Linked DNA regions of Zea mays: region 2 is linked to region 1. A link is a contact called in public Hi-C data. All regions are on one chromosome and are shown on one strand. The core of a region is the stretch at or near the end of the contact, and the rest is flanking DNA. Distances in the headings are between cores, read along the strand shown.

What was found. Hi-C and Micro-C count contacts between places; a contact is called where the count stands out from the background.
Region 2: a contact with region 1 is called in a Hi-C map of bundle sheath, with 2.7 times the contacts expected there. The contact joins the promoter of LOC100501575 here to the enhancer-like site in region 1. A contact is called at or near these places in 5 of 25 Hi-C or Micro-C datasets (bundle sheath, endosperm, leaf and 1 more).

Annotation. Positions count from the first base shown.
Region 1 is chr6:128,388,566-128,391,605 of Zm-B73-REFERENCE-NAM-5.0, reverse strand. No RefSeq gene overlaps it. Among protein-coding and RNA genes, the nearest start is that of LOC100382314, 21 kb to the right of the region's middle. Within about 2 kb of position 1,790, at least 17 of the 20 cell types and tissues checked have an H3K27ac peak or open chromatin away from gene starts, as enhancers often do. A contact at or near this core is called in bundle sheath, endosperm and leaf, where this site is marked.
Region 2 is chr6:128,509,837-128,512,671 of Zm-B73-REFERENCE-NAM-5.0, reverse strand. LOC100501575 reads right to left here and starts at 1,491. Exons shown (of 2, transcript NM_001196266.1): 1 at 598-1,491. The coding sequence starts at 1,344.

The sequences.
Region 1 (3,040 bases), core at 541-3,040:
TAGCCGTACGCCGTCGGCAAATTCCCGAGAGCGGCCACTTCGCTCGAGGCAGCCTGGCGCACCGGACACTGTCCGGTGCACCATCGGACAGTCCGGTGCCCCAGACCGAAACAGCCTCTCGGCTGTGACACAGCCAACTCTTCTCTTTTCTTCTTCTTTCTGTTTCTGATACTTAGACAAGTATATTAGTACACAAAACCAATGTACTGAGACTTAGAAACATACCCTTGCTCTTGATTTGCACTTTGTTCATCCATGGGCATAGATCCACATTTAAGCACTTGTGTTGACACTAAATCACCAAAACACTTAGAAATGGCCCAAGGGCACATTTCCCTTTCAGTAACGAGAGGAACTATGCTTGCATTTTAATCGTGTGCAACCCTAGGAAGAGAGGCGATGGTGGCGATTAAGATGATCTCTCAAGCACATGAGCCTCTTCGTATATATAGACATTTGCTAATAAGTTTTTATCTTAAAGACGGATTAGTGTTCCTATGGATATGACTGTATCTTGCGCATATATTCAACTGAAGGTTGGTTTCTTCTCTGCCCTCTCTCTCTCTCTCGTTACTCTGTCCAATTTGTGTCCTACGATCACTTGCGAGACTGTGGTAGAGCACAGGCCGACGAGGGCTCGACACCATAGTTATGTCACACACACAGTGGGAATTACAGCCAACCAATGCATGGTGCAAGGCAGGCGCTGACCTTCACACGACGAAGGTTCCTATGAGCAGGGCGAATCCATAGGGTGGACAAAGGTGGCCATGCCCCCTCAAGTTTTATAAAACCTCCTATATCTAATATTCATTTAATGTTAAATATAGAAAAAATAAAGTTTTAGGTGGATTAAATCGGCCAAACCCTCGCGACGCCCTCACCCCACTTGTCATCGTCACAACGCCGACACGTCTGGCAAGCCCGATCTCGCTCGTCGCGATGATACGACCCATCCTCAGCGGCCGCAAGCTTAGTGAACCAGCGAGCCGTTGCTTAGTGTCAAAGGGGCCTCCTGACACCGCCCTCTTCTCGGTGCCCCCGCCATTCGAGGATATACATTGAATAAATACTTACGACACCAATTCGATCACTAAGAATTTAGTGGCATGTTTGCTTCTTTTGTTTATATAGTTTTCTTCTTTTAATTTGTGTCGCGTATTGATATAAAACCTAGATTTCTATGCAACACTAGTTTTCGGTCGTGCTTGACTTTGTCACGTGGTTTTTTTGCGTTCCATGAATCCTCATCGTGGGGGCGTCCTCGGATGGGCTCGATGAACCTGCACACCGATTCAAAATAGCATAATTATCATTTTCAGAGAGGGACAGATCAAATTCACTTGTGTAAAAGGCTCTGCCATCGATCCATAGGTGGACGGGTAAACGGTAGCTCGGCTTCTAGAAACAAGATGTCCCGGTCTCCGTAAATCCTTCTCGGGGGCAGTGGCAGGCGGCCGGCGACGGCAGGTACGCGCTGGTGGTTGGCTGTGACCGAGTCGTCTGTCGACCGGTGCACGCGGTCGAGTACAGGATTCAGCGTAAAAATCCAACAGGCATCGCACGCGCACGGCAAAGCGATAGCACCACCTGCACCGTCCGTCCGGGGCTGCCTGGCGAGGCGCATTATTAGTAGCAGCAGCCCGCATGCCGGCCGCCGCGCAGTGCTTCATCGATCGGTCGGTGTACTCGTGTGGCCGAGGCCTGTGCGCGCGGGGTGCAGGGGCTGCCCGGCCGCCGCGTCCGTGCTGGACTGCTGCCGCGCTGGTGGGGCGTAGTAACTGCGTGGCGTACTTGTCGTACGCGCCAGGCCGTCCCTCTTTCTGCGCGTTCGCAATTGCACGTTCTCCCACACTGCACAGAGCCACAGAGACACGGCACGGCTGGCTTGCCTGGACGCGGAGACATCGATCCTGTGGAGTACCGACTGTCAGGTTGCAGCTGCACCCACCCCCATCTCGTTTTCGCGGTACTTCCTGTCTCAGTTACGACAAGTATAAACAGGTTTATACCATGTGCTCTCCTGCTGGGTTACAACTGTGGCTGCAGGTCCGGGCAGGCGCCCTGGCATGGACGCGTGTCGCCAATCCAGCCATCCGGGAAAATGTGATCTATTCCCTACCAATCACGCGATCGAGGCTAGAGAACCATTTGTTTCTTCCAGTCACGTGGGCGCGAAGTCGAACAGCCAGAATCCACGAGCCACGTGTTCTCCAGGCCTCCGTTCTGCATCAATAGAAAGACCCGGGCGAGCAAATAGCATAGCACTAGGGTTAGGATACTGAGAATAATACCAGTGTTGCGTCATCTGCCCATAAAAAGTGTTAGAAAAAACACAACCCCTCCCAGTCTACAAGGTAAGCGATCTCCATAAGAAGGAAATTATGGCCCGCTAGGGAAGCAAGAACCAAAGACGCTATCATGGGTCCTTGGCCATATGGCATAAGACTAGCACCCCACAGGGCACAACCACCTTGTGGTCTCTCTGCCTAAGGCCTAGCAACAAGAGGCAAAGCACCTCTAGGCCTCGTAGGACATCTTCGAATAGGAAGATCATGAACACCACGAGAAAGGTGGTTCATGTCCTTTCTGTTTGGCTCAGAAGCCCGCCGCTCATCTCTCTTCCTCCTAAAGCAAAAGCAGCCAGATGCCCGTCCCTCTCACAATACTCACATTTGAACCTCACCTCTCTCTTAGGTGGATTTTGTTTATGGAATGGGGCTTTCTTTTTTAGTGGCTTGGCTTTTGGAGGGGGGACACTGGAGATGTCGGGAAGGGTATCAAGTGTGTTCATGAGGTGGTTAGGTTTTGGAACCCACACTTGTTTCTGAGGAGGGGCACTCACAGGCTCCTCAATCACCATCTCTCACAGGGGTGATAGCCTTAGGTGGAATGATTTTGATAAGCTTGGGAGTGGCTGAAGGTTTCTCTGATGGTTTTAATCCACTCCACTCACCAACCTTGCCAAGTTGAGCGTTGTTCCTAGACCTAGAAGCAAACCCTATTCTCGGTCCGCAAGTTCCCCTCTTGAAATGACTAG
Region 2 (2,835 bases), core at 242-2,741, 120 kb before region 1:
TATTATTCTAGAAACAGCAGTGCTCGTTCTGCTGGTCATAGCCTATGGCCAGCGTATTGGATGGACGCACTCCCGAAAAGCGAAAACACAGGCCGGTGCCCGAAAGGACACGTAAGGTATCCGAGTGGTTTCAGACAAGTGATCCCTATTTCGCTCGCTTTCGTCTCGGCTACTTGCACAATCTATACTCCACGCACAGTACATACGGTACCATTTGACTGTTACTGAGTAAACTGAATATTATTGATTTTTTCAACGGCTGCAGTGTTCTGCTATTTTTAAAAATTTTGCTTACCTCATCATTGCCTACACTCCCTAAAAATACCCATTGACTCTTGTGATTTGTTGGCTCATCTATGTCTACGTCTATAAATTCTAGGTCTATTAGACAAAATTTCGAAGCTCAGGGTTGGGATAAGCATATTCCGTATGTCCTTTTACATTGACATTGTTTTTTTTTTCTCATAATTATAAACTATTTTTTTTAAAAAAAATAAGAACAGAGGCGAATGGCGAGATGCCTGTGCAATCTAGGAATTGTACGTTCCACAACAGTAATCTGCGAGGAGGGATCGAGGGCGTGGCGCGGTGCGTTACCTCTTTCCGGCTAGCCTTGACGCCCGGCGACGCGTACTCCGGAGTGCGGGGCAGCGCGGGCCACCTCTCCGGCGTCGTCGGCGCAGCCGCAGCGCCCGGCGGCATCATGAACCCAGTGCCCCAGTCGGGCGTCGCCGCGAACCTGGGGCTCCGGTCGGGCGTCTGCGGGAACGCGGCGGCGGCGGCGCCAGCGCCCCAGTCCGGAGTGGGCACGAACCGCGGGGTCCGGTCGGGCGTGGCGGCGGCGCAGAGCTGCATGATCCTGGCAGCGGCGTCGGCGGCGTCGCGGCTCTCGGCCATGAGCCTGTCGACCTCCGCCTTGGGCAGGCGCATCCGGAGGCGGACGGGCCCGCCGCCCTCGGAGGCCGTGGAGAGCGGGGACGGCGGCGCCGTGCCCGCGGAGGCGGCGAGGGAGAGGTCGGAGGTGGAGCGGCGCGTGAGCATGAGCGACTCGAGCCGCTCCCGCGCGCCGACGTGGAGCGCGCCGGACCAGGCGCGGCGCGGCGGGGCGGCCGGCCGGGGCAGCGCGACGAGGAAGTAGAGGCGGCCCGGGCGGAGCTGCGCGTCGTGCGCCAGCGGCCGGGCGCGGACGCCCAGCAGCTTCACCTCCTCCGACTCGAGCAGCTGGAACCCCGGGTGGTCGCGCAGCACCGTGCCCGCGGACGCCGGCGGCTTCACGCGGAACGCCGTGCCGTCCAGCTGCATCACCTTGGCGCCCTTGCGCCGCCCGCCGATGCTGTTGCCCATTGCAGTTTGCACGCGCGCGGCTTCTGCTGCTGCTGCTGTCTCCCCTTCGCTCCGGGTGGGTGGGTCCGTAGAGGGGGTGGTGCACGCAGACGCAGCTGGTGTTTCGCTTGGTTTTGGCCTGCCCCTGCTCTTCTTTCGCAGCTCGCGTTGGAGGCGTTGTTTGTGCGTAGCCGGTTAGGGCGTCAAGGAGGAATTAAAAAGGGAAGGGGGGAAAAGGCTAGGCTGCTACTGCTAGGGCCGGTTGGGGCCGAGGTCAAAGGAGACGGTGAGTATTCGGCTCAAGGACAAGGAAGGATGCATTTTGTAAATATTTTGTTAGGCATATGAAGGACAAAGAAACATTTGTTAGGCATATGACCGAAATCACTGATACCTCCGGTTGATACGTGCGAACGTTTCATAAATATGACTGAAAGCACCTTAAACGACTACTACAGTGTTTTTTTTTGCTCGTAGAATCTTTTAGTTGTGGCGGCTATTTTTTTTATTTATCTCTATATAGTGCATGTCATGGCTTCCCTTTTTAATATAACAATCAGCTCTCTTGTTGGTAAACTTTAAAAAAACATACTAGTCAAATGATGTCCAGTTGATCAAAACTTGCACAAATTACACAAACAATCCGGCTAGGGAACCGAAGAGGCCCTTAATAACCTTTATTTAATCTCTGAAACTAAAAATATTAGGGACTGGATTTTAGTTCCTGAACTCAACTCTCTATTTAGGTTAACGGAAACAAATTAAACAGGCGCTACTTATTTTTGTTATGGGGTCCCGTTTCTGCCGATGGCGGCTAACCGTGCATGTACAAATATCACTCAGTGCTCTCCAGATTGAGGTGTTGTTGACATTGCGAGTTTCAAACTGCATGCAGGTGCCGCCAGTCGGATGGCGCCTCGAGCGGACTGCTTGTTCCATTTCTCCGCCTGTCACGGCACGAACGAGCGCCCAGCTAGCGGCAAAGGTCGCCGGGACGGTGCGGGTTAGCCGTTGTCCTGGCCTGCCACGGCGGGAAGGGCTTGTTCCATCTGTCCGCCTGTCACGGCGCGGACGGAGCGTCCATCGCCAAGGTCAATTTACGCCGGGACGGCCGGCTACGGTACCCGGGCTGATCTGTCTGTATGTATCGCGCGCGAGCGCAACCCTGTCAAAATGTCAAAGCGCACGTGGCATTGCATTGATCAGTGCCGCTGCCGTGTCGCTCGCATACTCACATTTTGGGCACGCAGGCTCACAGGCGACGACGAGACAAGGCCATGCCGGTTCTTATAAAATTACGTTTGGAAACTAACTCCATCTTTCATACTCTAGGGTCACGCCCCTGCTCTATAGCGGTAAGATTAGACGTCTCACTCAGCAGGGGAAACGGAGAGGCTAGCGAGGGGATTCTAGTCTCTCTAATCTCCTTCGTTTCCCTTGCTGCCAAACATGTCCGTAGTCGGCGCTATAGCCCGTAGCATCTGTCCCACAATTCTAACCAAGCTTCCTCCT